Linked DNA regions of Oryctolagus cuniculus: regions 1 and 2 are each linked to region 3. A link is a contact called in public Micro-C data. All regions are on one chromosome and are shown on one strand. The core of a region is the stretch at or near the end of the contact, and the rest is flanking DNA. Distances in the headings are between cores, read along the strand shown.

Evidence for each region. A called contact is a pair of places that touch in the nucleus more often than the background predicts.
Region 1: a contact with region 3 is called in a Micro-C map of ear pinna, with 5 times the contacts expected there. The contact joins the promoter of ZNF131 here to the promoter of HMGCS1 in region 3. A contact is called at or near these places in 2 of 6 Hi-C or Micro-C datasets (ear pinna and an unstated tissue).
Region 2: a contact with region 3 is called in a Micro-C map of ear pinna, with 7 times the contacts expected there. The contact joins the promoter of TMEM267 here to the promoter of HMGCS1 in region 3. A contact is called at or near these places in 2 of 6 Hi-C or Micro-C datasets (ear pinna and an unstated tissue).

The regions. Positions count from the first base shown.
Region 1 is chr14:68,681,929-68,685,947 of mOryCun1.1, forward strand. ZNF131 (zinc finger protein 131) reads left to right here and starts at 1,404. Exons shown (of 6, transcript XM_051853504.2): 1 at 1,404-1,604; 2 at 2,551-2,689. The coding sequence starts at 2,566. It also overlaps the pseudogene LOC108177251.
Region 2 is chr14:69,002,532-69,006,769 of mOryCun1.1, forward strand. It overlaps TMEM267 (transmembrane protein 267), which reads right to left and starts at 1,619. Exons shown (of 4, transcript XM_008262169.4): 1 at 1,243-1,619. It overlaps C14H5orf34 (chromosome 14 C5orf34 homolog), which reads right to left. Exons shown (of 13, transcript XM_070056700.1): 13 at 1,775-1,837.
Region 3 is chr14:68,820,551-68,824,784 of mOryCun1.1, forward strand. It overlaps HMGCS1 (3-hydroxy-3-methylglutaryl-CoA synthase 1), which reads right to left and starts at 1,831. Exons shown (of 11, transcript XM_002714013.5): 1 at 1,536-1,831.

The DNA.
Region 1 (4,019 bases), core at 154-2,653, 140 kb before region 3:
TGTTGTATTCAATTCATTCTTCTTATAGTACTAAATTTATCACTCTAAAATGCACCTGAGAGGGGCCTGCATTGCGGCAGAGGGGGTTAAGCCACAGCCTGCTAATGGGCCTGGGAAAGATACAGAGGATGGCCCAAGTGCTTGGGCCCCTGCCACCCACGTGGGAGACCAGGAAGAAGCTACTAGCTCCTGGCTTCAGCCTGGCCCAGCCCTAGCGATTGTGGTCATTTGAGGAGTGAACCAGCAGATGGAAGAGCTCTCTCTCTCTACAAAATAAATAAATCTAAAAATACATACATACATAAATAAATAGATAAGTGCACCTGGGAAAGCAGTGGAATATGGCCAGAGTCTTTGGTCCCCTGCACCCTCAAAGGAGACCAGGATTGAGTTCCAGACTGCTGGCTTCGGCCTGGCCCGGCCCTGATCATTACAGCTATGCTGGCGAGGGAGCAAGCAGATAGACGATCTCTCTCTGTCTCTCCTCTCTGTGACTCTGCCTTTCATACAAATAAATCTTTATAAAAAGTTAATCGTGGGGCCAGCGCTGTGGCACAACGGGTTAACACTATTAACAGCTATTTCCACGTCTCCCATGTGGGTGCAGGGGCCCAAGGACTTGGGCTGTCTTCTGCTGCTTTCCCAGGCACTTTAGCAGGGTACTGGGTCCGAAGTGGAGTAGCCAGGGCTCCAACTGGCCACCCATATAGGATGCCAGCGCAGCAGGCAGACGCTTGACCTTTTATGCCACAGTGCCAGCCCCATGCTTAAACTTTTTGCAAGGCCCTTGTGGGTCTGTTCTAGCCAGACTTTCGGTTCCGGGAATTCCGCCATCCCGGTGCCTCTCTGCGTGTGCTGTACCCTTGGCTAAGAACACTCAGGTTGCCTACAGGTCGCTGACTTTCAAGGACCCCCAGGTTATGTTTCTTCACATAACACTCAGCAGTGCACAGAAACAGTTTCTGTTCAAAATGTCCATCTACCAGATTAACAACGTGGCAATCACAGACACCTGGCCCATCGCTAATTTCCCGGCCCCTTAACGAGTGCCTGCCTCAGTGTTGACCCTTAGTATGCGTGTGTTTAAGTAATGAGCACCTTCACTCTTGCATGTAGCTATTTCAGCTTTCTCCACTCCCTGTTTTGAGACTTTTAGAGAAAAGAACTCCACTACCACATTATTCTCAAAAAGCCTTTCTCCAGGTGAATGGAAGAGCCAGCCACGCACCGTCATTACGGGTCACGGGTCACGGGTCTCTTTAAGGCCGGAGTGGGGGCGCTGTATAGTCCGGGCATCAGCAACTCTGAGCAGTTCCAGGTACCCAACCCAGCGAACACGTGCCGCAGGCCCCGCGCGACGAGGGCGGGCACTGGGGAGGAAGGTCCCCGGCGGCCCGAACGTGCTCGCGCCCGTGGCCGCCGCCGCCGGCGCGTCCGAGCGAGCGCACGCACACCGGCTGGACCCGAGCTGCGGGAGCGCCCCGGCTCATGCGGGGACCATGGGGCGCGGGTCGCAGCTGCGGCGCGGGGAGAGGTGCGGGGCGAGCCTTGCCTCGGCGGGGGCGAGCACGGAAAGAGAGAAGAGAGGGCGGACCACGAGCTAGGTAAGGCGGGCCGACCGCGGGCTGGGAGGAAAGTGGGCGGGGTGGGGCGTGGCTGAGCGGCACGGATTAAAACGCCCGGGCCGCGGTAGGCGACTTTATCCTGAGCTCGCGGGCTGAAGCGCCGGCACCTGGAGTAAAGTGAGGGGCGGTGGGAGGTGGAAGGTGCAGGGCGGCGGCTTAAGCTCCCCGCTTCCCCGACAGCTGGGCCCTGCTGGGGCCCAACCCCAGTGCAACCCGATTTCCTTTGGGAACGCGCGGCCTGGCCCTCGGCGAGCGCCAAATCCCGAGTTGGCTCCGCCCCTCCACGGAGGGGCGCTCTGGGGGCGTGGCGCCTCCCTGCCTCGGCCCGCTCTCGGAAGGCGTTCGCGTCAGCCGGAGCCCGACGCGGTGACGCAGGACGTCGACGTAAGTGACGCGCAGGCCCGGGGCGCTCCTCCTTCCCTGTGTGAGTGCCGGCCCGGTTGGGGCGGGGGAGAAGAGGGAGGGCGGGGGAGGGAGAGGCGACCCGGGAGTCGTTGTGGGCCGCGGGCCGGACCGGGTCCCGGGGACGGTGGGAACCCGGGCTGGGCGGAAGGGCTCGGCGGGCCGTTGGCGGGCCGCTGCGGCGGCCCGGTCCCCTCCCTTGCCGGACTTGCGCGCCCCGGCGTCCGGAGCCTCCGGCGCTGTGCCCACCCCGCTCCAGCTCGCGTCTCCCGACTCCAATTAGGTCAGGCTCGGAGTCCCGCGGCCGCGGCTCCGGCCCCCAACGCGCGGCGGCCACTCGGGCTCGCCTTTCTTTCTTCCCTCGCCTTCCTCTTCTCTTCCCTCACCCTCCCCCATCCCTTTCACGTTGCTGGGGTTTTGTGTGTTGTTTTTCATTTTTTTTTTTTTATAAATTTTATGCTTTAGGGGTTTTGTTTCTCCGCCCGACCTCATGGGTGTACATTATCATGCTCCTCTTTTGTAGAGCATCCCGACGGCCATGGAGGCCGAAGAGACGATGGAATGCCTTCAGGAGTTCCCTGAACATCATAAAATGATCCTGGACCGATTGAATGAACAGCGAGAGCAGGACCGCTTTACTGACATCACCCTGATTGTCGACGGTGGGTAGGGCAGTGGGCACCGGCGCGAATTTGGGGCTTCGGTCTCTTCCCTTCCACCACCCGCCTTTTTTTTTTTTTTTTTTTTTTTTAAATCCACCGTCTGTGACTCCCTCCCAAAGTGTGCAGGGTGTGCGCTGGGACTGGAGGGCACTTGTCAGCGACTGCTCACGTAGGTCCTGCTGCAGGAGGCTGGTTGGCCAGTCCTGCTTTCGACACATTGTGGGGTTCATCGCATTTTAGCTGCTCCTCGAGCCGGTTGAAGTTTTTCTCCTTGCACACTTGAGTGTAAAATGATGGCGTTGGGGATTGGGAGGATGTCACAGCATGTCTGGCTAATATAGCTCCTGTGGGTGAGCCGCTTTGAGGAGTCCCCCCACTGGAGTCCCTTGGGAGAATGTGAGAGAGTCCTTCGCAGCACTCACATCAGCTTTGGGAGCCCCCAAAATAAAGTGGGTTCTTGCCAGAATTAGGAGTTGTCATTATAATGGAGGCAAGTCCTGCATGATACCTTTTCTGTTTAGGGAAGGTAAGCTTTTTGAGACAAGGTCTTGTTTATTACAGGTCTGTCACAAATTAAACTAACAAATATTAGGCACATTAAAATATTTCCTATCACAGATGCATCCAGCTTTGTGCTTATTCTGTGTTTTTTTCCTTCTTTCCAAATGATGTATGACATTTTGTGGTTTTTTATTTTTGTATATAGCAGTATGATATACTTCTCACTAGTTAATTGAAGGTAGCGGAAAGTGTTAGACTGTTTACCTAAACTGGCCTTTGGAAGACTGAGTTTATAAAGCTTTTGAAGTAAAGATTTGGTTTTCATCTAATTAAGATCAAAATCTGCCAAGATACCTGCCAAAAATATTTTTACTTTAGTTCAATAATTTATGTAGGTACTATGAAGAAAGATCTATTTTGCTTGATGTAATCTTCTGGGTTATAGTTTCACATTTGATTTTTGTGTATATGTTTGATTTTCTTTTTTTTTTTTTTTTTAATGTAGGACACCATTTTAAGGCTCACAAGGCTGTTTTGGCTGCTTGCAGTAAGTTCTTCTACAAATTCTTTCAGGAGTTTACTCAGGAACCTTTGGTGGAGATAGAAGGTAAATGCAATACTTAGTACACATAGCTGGCTCTTTAAGTTTTAAGGCAGTTAATTTGTGAGCATACAGTGGGAGACAGGCATCAGTAGTTCCTAGTAGGTGACTAGATAAATTGTTCTTTTGCTACCTGAAAGAGTTCTTAGTTGTAGTAAAGTGCTTGGTAGGATGATCTGCTAGGAAAAAGTCTTGGATGGTAGATGTTGGTGTCTAAAAGGAATTCTT
Region 2 (4,238 bases), core at 369-2,868, 180 kb after region 3:
TTTCTCAATCACATGCAGGAGCTACTTTCTGCACTAGGCAAAGCGTGTCAAACCCTGTCCCCATTAAAGCAACTGCCTTCAATTATTTGGCTTTCAGAGTGTACACAGAAGCAATCCCTCCGTTCCTTAACTCTACATACACATAATTACCTAGTCTCTAATTACACGCTATCACGAATTAGTTGGTAATAATCTCTTAGACCTTGTTTCTGCCAAAACAAATAAGAGTTAACAGATTCCCAAGGCAGACGTCATTTTCTGCTTCAGCATTGCCCCCTCCCCACAAATCTCACTAGTGACAGAATGTCTGCGGTAAAAGCAGTCCGAAGTCCACAACCTGCCTTTACGCTGCTTTACAAATAAGTCCTGTTTGCCGAACTGCAGTTGTGGTGAAACTTCCTCTGTTTAATTTCTTAATGCCAAGACGCCAAGTGTAACGCAGCCAACTGGCAGGGGAAGGAGACGCCAATCTTGCTCACCTTCCCTGAAACTTTTCACAGCCATCAGCTCTCCGCACACAAAATGTTTAGTTCCTATGACCCTCACGAATAAAACATATACAGTCCTGAATCGCAACATGTTTCTGAGACGATGCGATAGCTTTAAAGTGTCAGCTTTTAAAAAGCGGGGCAGAAAGCGCTCCTGTCTTGAGGGAAGGGCCCACGTAACGCAGCACAGCACTGAGACCTCTACAGATCCGGGGCGCGACGGGGTTCTTACACCTGTCGAGGACAGCAATGGGTCCTGCGGCCGACGCCGGACCCCGGCCCCGGGGCCAGGGAAACGCCGGCACCGCGGAGCCTAGGAGGGGGCTGGGAATCTAGGGGACCTGGAAGGCGGTTTCGAGGCGACGCGCAGCCCCCGGCAAAGCGGACGCTGCCGGCCCACAGGCCACGCACATCCCACTTGCTCCGGTTCCCGGAGGACACCATCCCCACCCGCAACGCGGACCTTCCAGACTTCAGACTCCCGTGGTCCCAGCCTCCGGCCTGCCCCCGGAGGCCACGGGCCGCGTCCACTCTCCGCCCGCCCCACCCCCGGGCGGAACGCAGCCGTACCCACCCTCGCTTCTTACGACTGGAGCGAGCCGCACCGCCAGCAGCAGCCACGCCCCTCTCCTCCGCCCCCCCCCCCCCGGGCCCGCACCATAGAGACGCAGGGCGCCGGCCAGAGCGGCTCCAGCCCGCAGCGTCGGCGAGAGCACGCCGGGATAGTGTCCCCCGTCCTCGTAGAAAGCGATACCTGAGTAGGCGTCGGTGGAACTTGTAGGTAGCGAGTTCCTTCCCGCATTCAGAGGAACCTTGGGATGGCGGGGTGAGAACTAAAAGCGCCTCGTTGGGTTTCTTTTTCTCAAATCCGAGGACACGCTTCTTGGCTCAGCGAGCGCGGAGCCACATAGTCGCCCGCGTCCCCACGAGGCACCCAAGGAGCGGCGGGGAAGCTGGGAGGGGGGATGGCGCCACCGAACGCGGGACTCAGGCGAGACTCCAGACCCTGGAGCTAGGAGCCACGGGGTTCGAAGCTGTAGAGCTATTTTCAGCTTCATTCATCGGGTCCTTCAGGGCACAGGCGGGGGTGGGGGACCCTCTGACCTGTCAGACCGGAAGCTCCTCAGTAGCGCTCCACTGCCCCCTGGCGGATTTCTTGGTAATTCTTTGTCTCGGCGCGAGCGGAGGTTGGGATAGCGGTGACAGGCCTGTGACACTTTATCATGATGAAAAAGCGTCTACAGACCGAGTAGTTTGATCCTAGTTCACTGGACTCACGGATAGCTTGTGTCATCGCACGGTGGCCGGGTCCCATTCCATCTCCCTGCCTCGGTGTGGTGCGTGCTAACCTAGAATCAGAGAGACCTCTAGTTTGGCGGTTGGCTCTAGGATACACTGGCCTAAGAGCCCACAGAGGAACATTCTTAACCCCTTCCTATGATAGGGGCCTTCCCAAAGAAGGGCCTTTCCTGGGAAGGGGTATGTGTGACCGCTTCAACTTGTTTTCTTGTAACATGTTTTTCTGCCAAGACTGGGCCATTTTCTGCCCATTGGCAGGAAGCTGGATGGAAAGCAGAGGAGCTAGGATCGGAACTGGCACTCCAAGTGGGATGTGGGTGTTGTAAGCCACTGTGCCACGCCCGTCACTGAATACAACTTTTTTTTTTTTTTTTTTTTTTTTTTTTTTTGACAGAGTGGATAGTGAGAGAGAGAGACAGAAAGGTCTTCCTTTTGCCGTTGGTTCACGCTCCAATGGCCGCCACGGCTGGCGCACTGCGGCCGGCGCGCCGCGGCTGGCGCACAGCGCTGATCCGAAGCCAGAAGCCAGGTGCTTCTCTTGGTCTCCCATGGGGTGCAGGGCCCAAGCACTTGGACCATCCTCCACTGCCTTCCCAGGCCCCAGCAGAGAGCTGGCCTGGAAGAGTAGCAACCGGGACAGAATCCCGCACCCGGACCGGGACTAGAACCTGTGTGCCGGTGCCACAAGGCGGAGGATTAGCCTAATTAGCCTCGGCGCAGGCCTTTGTTTTTGAATACAACTCTTGAGTGCTTTCATTCATGTTAAAGACAAATTTTCTCAGTCTGAATGCAGTAACTTTTTAGTACATGACTCAGTCTATGCCTTCTGGAGGGCCAACATAGATGGCCTCCTTTAAACTACAACAGATGTGTTCTTTTCTCTGTAGCCGAGTCTACTGCCTGAAGGCAGCGATTCCGTTAAGCAGTACATATCCGGTGGTTTCAGGCGGTAGGCTACAGAGTGATTTATGGAGCACGTGTTCTAGCCGTAAGACATAGCTGGACAGACTAGTAAGTACTGTAAAGGAAATAAATAGGATGATGTCATGAGAGTTGGGAGAAGCTAACTTTGGTCAAGTAGTAGGGAGGAAATACTGTTGGGATTTGAAATGTGAAGCAGCCCATTGTGAGAGGAACGGAAGTGGGCATCAGGCCCATTCAACTCAGTGACATGATCACTCCTGACCTATCACACTTCCGCTTCTTCCCGGTTTCCTCAGTTGCTTCTTCCTTTTCATGAGGAGAGTTTGGTCTTGTAAAGAAATCAGAAGTTAGAACATTTCTAATTGTATTTGGTATAATCCTGAAGTCTTTTTGGGTGTATGGTTTTGTTCATTACAAACTTACAATAGCACTTTTGGTGAGCTAATTTCTCCCAAGATTTTTCAGCTTAACTTAGTTTTCATATTCAAAAACAATGAGAGAATCTGGTTCATGAGACAGTTATATTTGCTAAAGTGCTTCTTAGTTTGTATTATTGCCTATGTCAGTTTTTTCCCCACTGAGATCTAGTTGTCTTTCACAGTTCTATTGGAAAATATTTGGATAAACTAAATAGCAAATGAGCAAATACACTATTCTAAATATTAAAAAAAAAAAAAAAACTTGAAGATTTATATTGATTGCTCCACAGATAAAAACAACAGCTTTAAAATTTTACAAGAGGGACCAGCATTGTGGTGTAGTGAGTGAACCCGCTGCCTGTATGGACGCTGGTTTGTGTCCTGGCTGTTCCACTTATGATTCAGCTCCCCACTAATGGCTTGGAAAAAGCAGCAGAAGATGGCCACTGCTTGGGCACACCCCAACCCCCAACACCCTCCACTCCCTACCCAGCCCCCCACCCCCACCACCATGCCCCAGCCATTGCGGCCATCTGGGGAGTGAAACAGCAGATGGAAGATTACTCTTGTCTCTCCCTCTTCTCTATAACTCTGACTTTCAAATAAATAAATAATTCTTAAAAAAAAACTTTACAAGACATTTTGATAAAATTGAAGAATTAAAGCAGTCCAAAATTTCCAAAGCTTTTATTAATATAAATGTGTATTTTAAAAATTTATAAATCATGTAAAATACCTCCAAAGTTAAATATCAGTTCTCATACAATCATTGTGCAGAATAAATGTTTACAATTTCTTGGCTTACTAGTAATTTCAAAGCCGGTTCTTGAAACAACTTCCTTAAAAAGAATATATTGTAATAATTCCATTTTTCACTTTTTAGAGTTTGATAGAAGGCAGTCAATATCCTGAAGGATTTCAGAGGTTTTTTTCAATGCGACTGATACTCGATTTTCATGAGGCTCTTCTGGAAAGGTTTCTGAAGAAGCTAGTGTGTAATGATCAGCAGACTGTTCGCTTTTCTGGTTCAGGATACTGCTGTTCTCCAGTAGCACTGAGTCACTTAGCTAAGGAGCTTTTTCCCGTGTTTCACTATGTAAATACTCTT
Region 3 (4,234 bases), core at 581-3,080:
TAATAAAAACAAAATTAAAAGCAAAACCCTGATGACTTGATCTTCCATGGCTCCAAACAGTATCTTTACACCTCCCCCCATCCCTCCCTGCCTCACAAGGGGTGGAATACACCTTCTGAGAGCTGGAGTTACTGACTGCACTAGAATCTAATTGAGCTAAGGGGCAAACTTACAAACACAGGAAAGAATTAGCTACCACATCTGATACACACAAAAGACTACCTTTTTCTCTTATGGGGGAATAAGATATGCTATCCCTGCCCACTGTCTCCACACAAAAATAGGTAAAATTTAAACATAAAGTTTTAGCAAAGAAACAAACTCTGTAGACATCTTAACCTATAAAGAACCACTGGCACTGATACATGTTAAGGACTTTCAATCTGCCTCTCACTTAATAGAATCCATGCAATAAAGTCTAAAACCCATCTCAGAGAGAAACGTATGTAAAACATATGTAAAGCACTTGCATTTGTCTCTTTGTATGTTTATATTGCCTGTGTTTGTCATAATTCATCCCTGAAACTGAATAAATGTTTAGTTAGCAGCACTCAGAACACATCACCCTACTGCAGCAGGTTGGCAAGACACAGCATCAGCAGGAGGGAGGGGCTGAGGCAGGAACGGACAAGGAGAAGTTAGTGGTGACCTAAGGCCTTGGCCATAGGGGAAAGCAGGGACAACCTCACATTACCTGCTCCCCAAATCCAAATCCCTCCTCCAAAGTGGGTCAAAGTAATCTTTTCTCAACCACTGCTCAAGCAAGACACATTTCAAAGACTCTGAAATGTCCTTGGTCTCACCTAAAGCCTATTTGTGTGTGGGCTCTGTGGATGCCTGCTCATTACATCACCCACGGCTGGTCCTGGAGCCACTGGCAAGGAGGAAGGTGCTGGAATTCAGGATACCGAGAAAACCTATTTTTAAAAGGTGGACATTAGAAAGAGAGAGAGAGAAGGCAGAAGGGAGGAAAGCGAAAGGCGGGAGACAGGGATTTGTGCGGTCTGAAGCAGCAGGCCTTCGCTGTCCAGAGCCCCGGGTCTACACCACGGCTGTGATGCTTTCTTGGCTGGGGAAGACAAGCACTGCCGTCAGCCCTGCGTGGCAGTGGCGGGACACGCCCCTGCCAGCCTGCGAGGCTGCATCTCAGTCTGTCCTTCCCCATCCCTCAGCAGCCGCCCTGCACCCTCCTGGAGGTCGCGGCCACCACCCCGGCACCTCCAGCTCCGGGCTAAGTCATCAGAACACTCTGCCCTCAACGCCCTTCCACCTTCTCGTCCCCGCCACTCGCCGGCCCCATCGGTGCCCTCGACCCCTCCTCAGACTCGCATTTGCCCGCCCCACGTCCCCGGCAAGTGAGGCACCGCACGGCCCCCATCCACGGCGCCCCGTCCTCGTGGGCCAGGTCCACGCCTTCGCCCTCACCCGCAGCCCAAGCTCTCTCGGGCCTAGTCAAGGACACCGCCTCCGCCCGGCCCACACCCCGCCCGCGGCGCCTCAGCAGCCAGCTCTCCTCCCCTGCTCAGGACACTCACCCAAACGTGACTGGGCAGTGGCCGAGGAAAGGAAGCGAGCTGCGAAAGAACAGAACGCGGCGCCTCCCCTTTGCCACCAGCTTTATAGCCGCCGATCCGCCCGGCCCCGGCACCGCCGGGAGTCAGTGGGAGGCGGGACAAACACTGTAGCGACCAATCGGGGCCGGCAGAGTAGCCCAACAGCTCCCGCCCCCTAATCCAGTGTCTACCAATAGGAAGGACACTAGAGGCGGTGACTCGCTAGGGTTTTCCCTCGTGGCTGGAAGGGCGGGGGAGAGGGCGGGGACAAAGTCGGAAGGCCGAGGCAGTGGGGTGAGAGAGTGACGTGCGGTGGCCCGAGAGCCCGCCTGCCAATGACAGAGCGGCGAGAGACGGCGAGAGCCAACCGGCGCGGAGTGAGAGGTTCTCCGACCAATTGCAGCTCAGTGAGAGGAGACGCGGGCCAATGGGGACTCCGCGTCCCACCGCTGGGGAGAGATGGTCAAGTGTGGGAGGTGAGTTGGTCCCTGCTGGAGAGTCTGTCGGGTTGCCTAGCAACCAGAGCTAGGTTTCACCTGTGAGGGTTCTCAAATACTAGATTTGAATTAAATCTTAACATTTTCCAGTTTCCGAAGCAGCAAAGTGTGCCTAGATTACAAATTGGAGCAGAGTACTTCACCTGGAATTTTAAAATATTCCACGTACCAGATTTGTAAATACCCAGTTATTGCCTTCTCTGTGTAAAACTACCTTGACTTTTAAAGAAATTGCTATGGAGAAAATTCTCCCTGGATAAACCTAAAACAAGATATTTTAGGGGGTAGGCATCAGTTAGGAGGGTGCTTTGCCTGAGAAGAAGGAGGGAAACTGATCTCCTGTTCAAGCACTTTTGCTAGGCCATCCACTCTGAGAGAAGGAACTCCATTTTCCTCACTCTCTTCTGAGCTTGACAGGTGGTAGATGCGAAGTGAAAGGCTATTGAGAGTAGGAATGGGCCTCATAATTCTCAGCAAATCCATAGTATAAGGAAAACCTTGCTCCCTCAGACAAGAGAAGAGTGATTCAAGCCAGAGAAAATCAGCGAAAGACTACTGGGGTGGTAGCTTTGGGAAACGCAAGGAGAGAAGGCCTACACTTCCGGAAATGGAGAGTCCCCACAGGTGCCTAAAAGTCAACCAATGAGGCTCAGACCTGCCTCAACCTTTAACCCCCACGCCCAGTATCTATAAAAGGAGGCCTCCCAACTTCTGACACGTGACTTCCCGGCCCCGCTCTGTTGCCCAATAAAAGCTTGTGAATTAATTGATTCATCTGCCTGGGAAGATTTGTTACGCGCCGGACACCTTCCATGGGGGAAATCCCAAGGAGGACAATTTCTGCCTTCCAATTGGTCTCCTTGTCAGATAAAGAAAGTACAATATTTAGCTTTGATGGGGGGCCATGAGCATAAGGCTGCCACAAAACACCGGACACCAGAGTAAGGGAAAGGGTTTATTGGAGAAAACCCAGCAGACCAGAGGGAAGGGGCAAGGAAGGAGAAAGAGGGAGAAGGAAAGCGTAAGAGAGATCGAGAGAGAGAGAGAGGGGGGGGGGGTCAGGAGATGGAGGGAGAGAGGGAGAGAGAGGAGAGGGGAGAGAGAGCGAGAGAGAAGACTAGAGGAGACGAGAGAGAGGAGAGTGAGAGAGCAAGAGAGAGCCACGTGTTCAGGAACAGGTCCTTTTAAAACTTTGCCTGAAGGCAGGCAGGGAAGCAGGAGCAGCGAATCCCATTAGGATGAGGGTGGAGCTTGACACCCGTGGTTGGGCCATGTGGCCACCTGGCTTCCAGCAGTGGCGGTGGGGGTGTCAGGGTGTAGATCGCGCCATAGATAAGACTGAGCCATTTTCCTAACAATGAGGAAGGTTCAGAGTTGTTTATCTGTCCCCATCTCAGTTTCATGACTGCCTAGGATTATGATTGATAGGGGGTCACTGAGCATACTCTGCTTCACTTAACTGCTGTTATGTGAAATGTATTATCCACCAAAGAGGCGAACCTGTTAGGAGACATTCTTAGCTTCTAAGTGGCAAAATATGTTAGAAGTGGAATTACAGTGAAGTGGTGCTGTGTGGACAAGAAGACCACTCAGTCATCCTGATCATGCCACAGTATTGCCAATGATATTCATTCTGCTCCAGAGTCAGTGTCATTTCATACCTGCATGAAGTAACTAGTTTATAATGGCTGGCATTAGCCAGCAGGTGAACCGGCGCCCATATGGGATGCCGGCACTGCAAGCTGCCACTGCCTGTAATGACGGCATCCCATATGAGCACGAGTTTAAGTCACAGCTGAACAATTTCTGATCTAGCTCCCTACCAAAGCAGCGGAAGATGGCCCATGTGCTTGGGCCCCTTGCCACCAACCTGGGAGAGAGACCTTGATGAAGTACCAGGCTCCTGGTTTCAGCCTGGTCCAGCCCTGGCCATTGTGGCCCTTTGGGGAATGAACCAGTGGACGCAAGATCTCTCTTTCTTTACGTCACCTTGCCTTTCAAATAAATAAAATAAATGTGCTTTTTTTTTCTTCAGTAACTAGATGATAAATAGAAACACTGCCAGCTTGTGGTCAACAGCAATTTGGGGGAAGGGATTAAAATTCTTAGCATATTATATTCTGTTGAAAGGCAGTAAAGATAAACAGAAAGAAGATAACATTTTGTCCTTGGAAAGGGATAGCA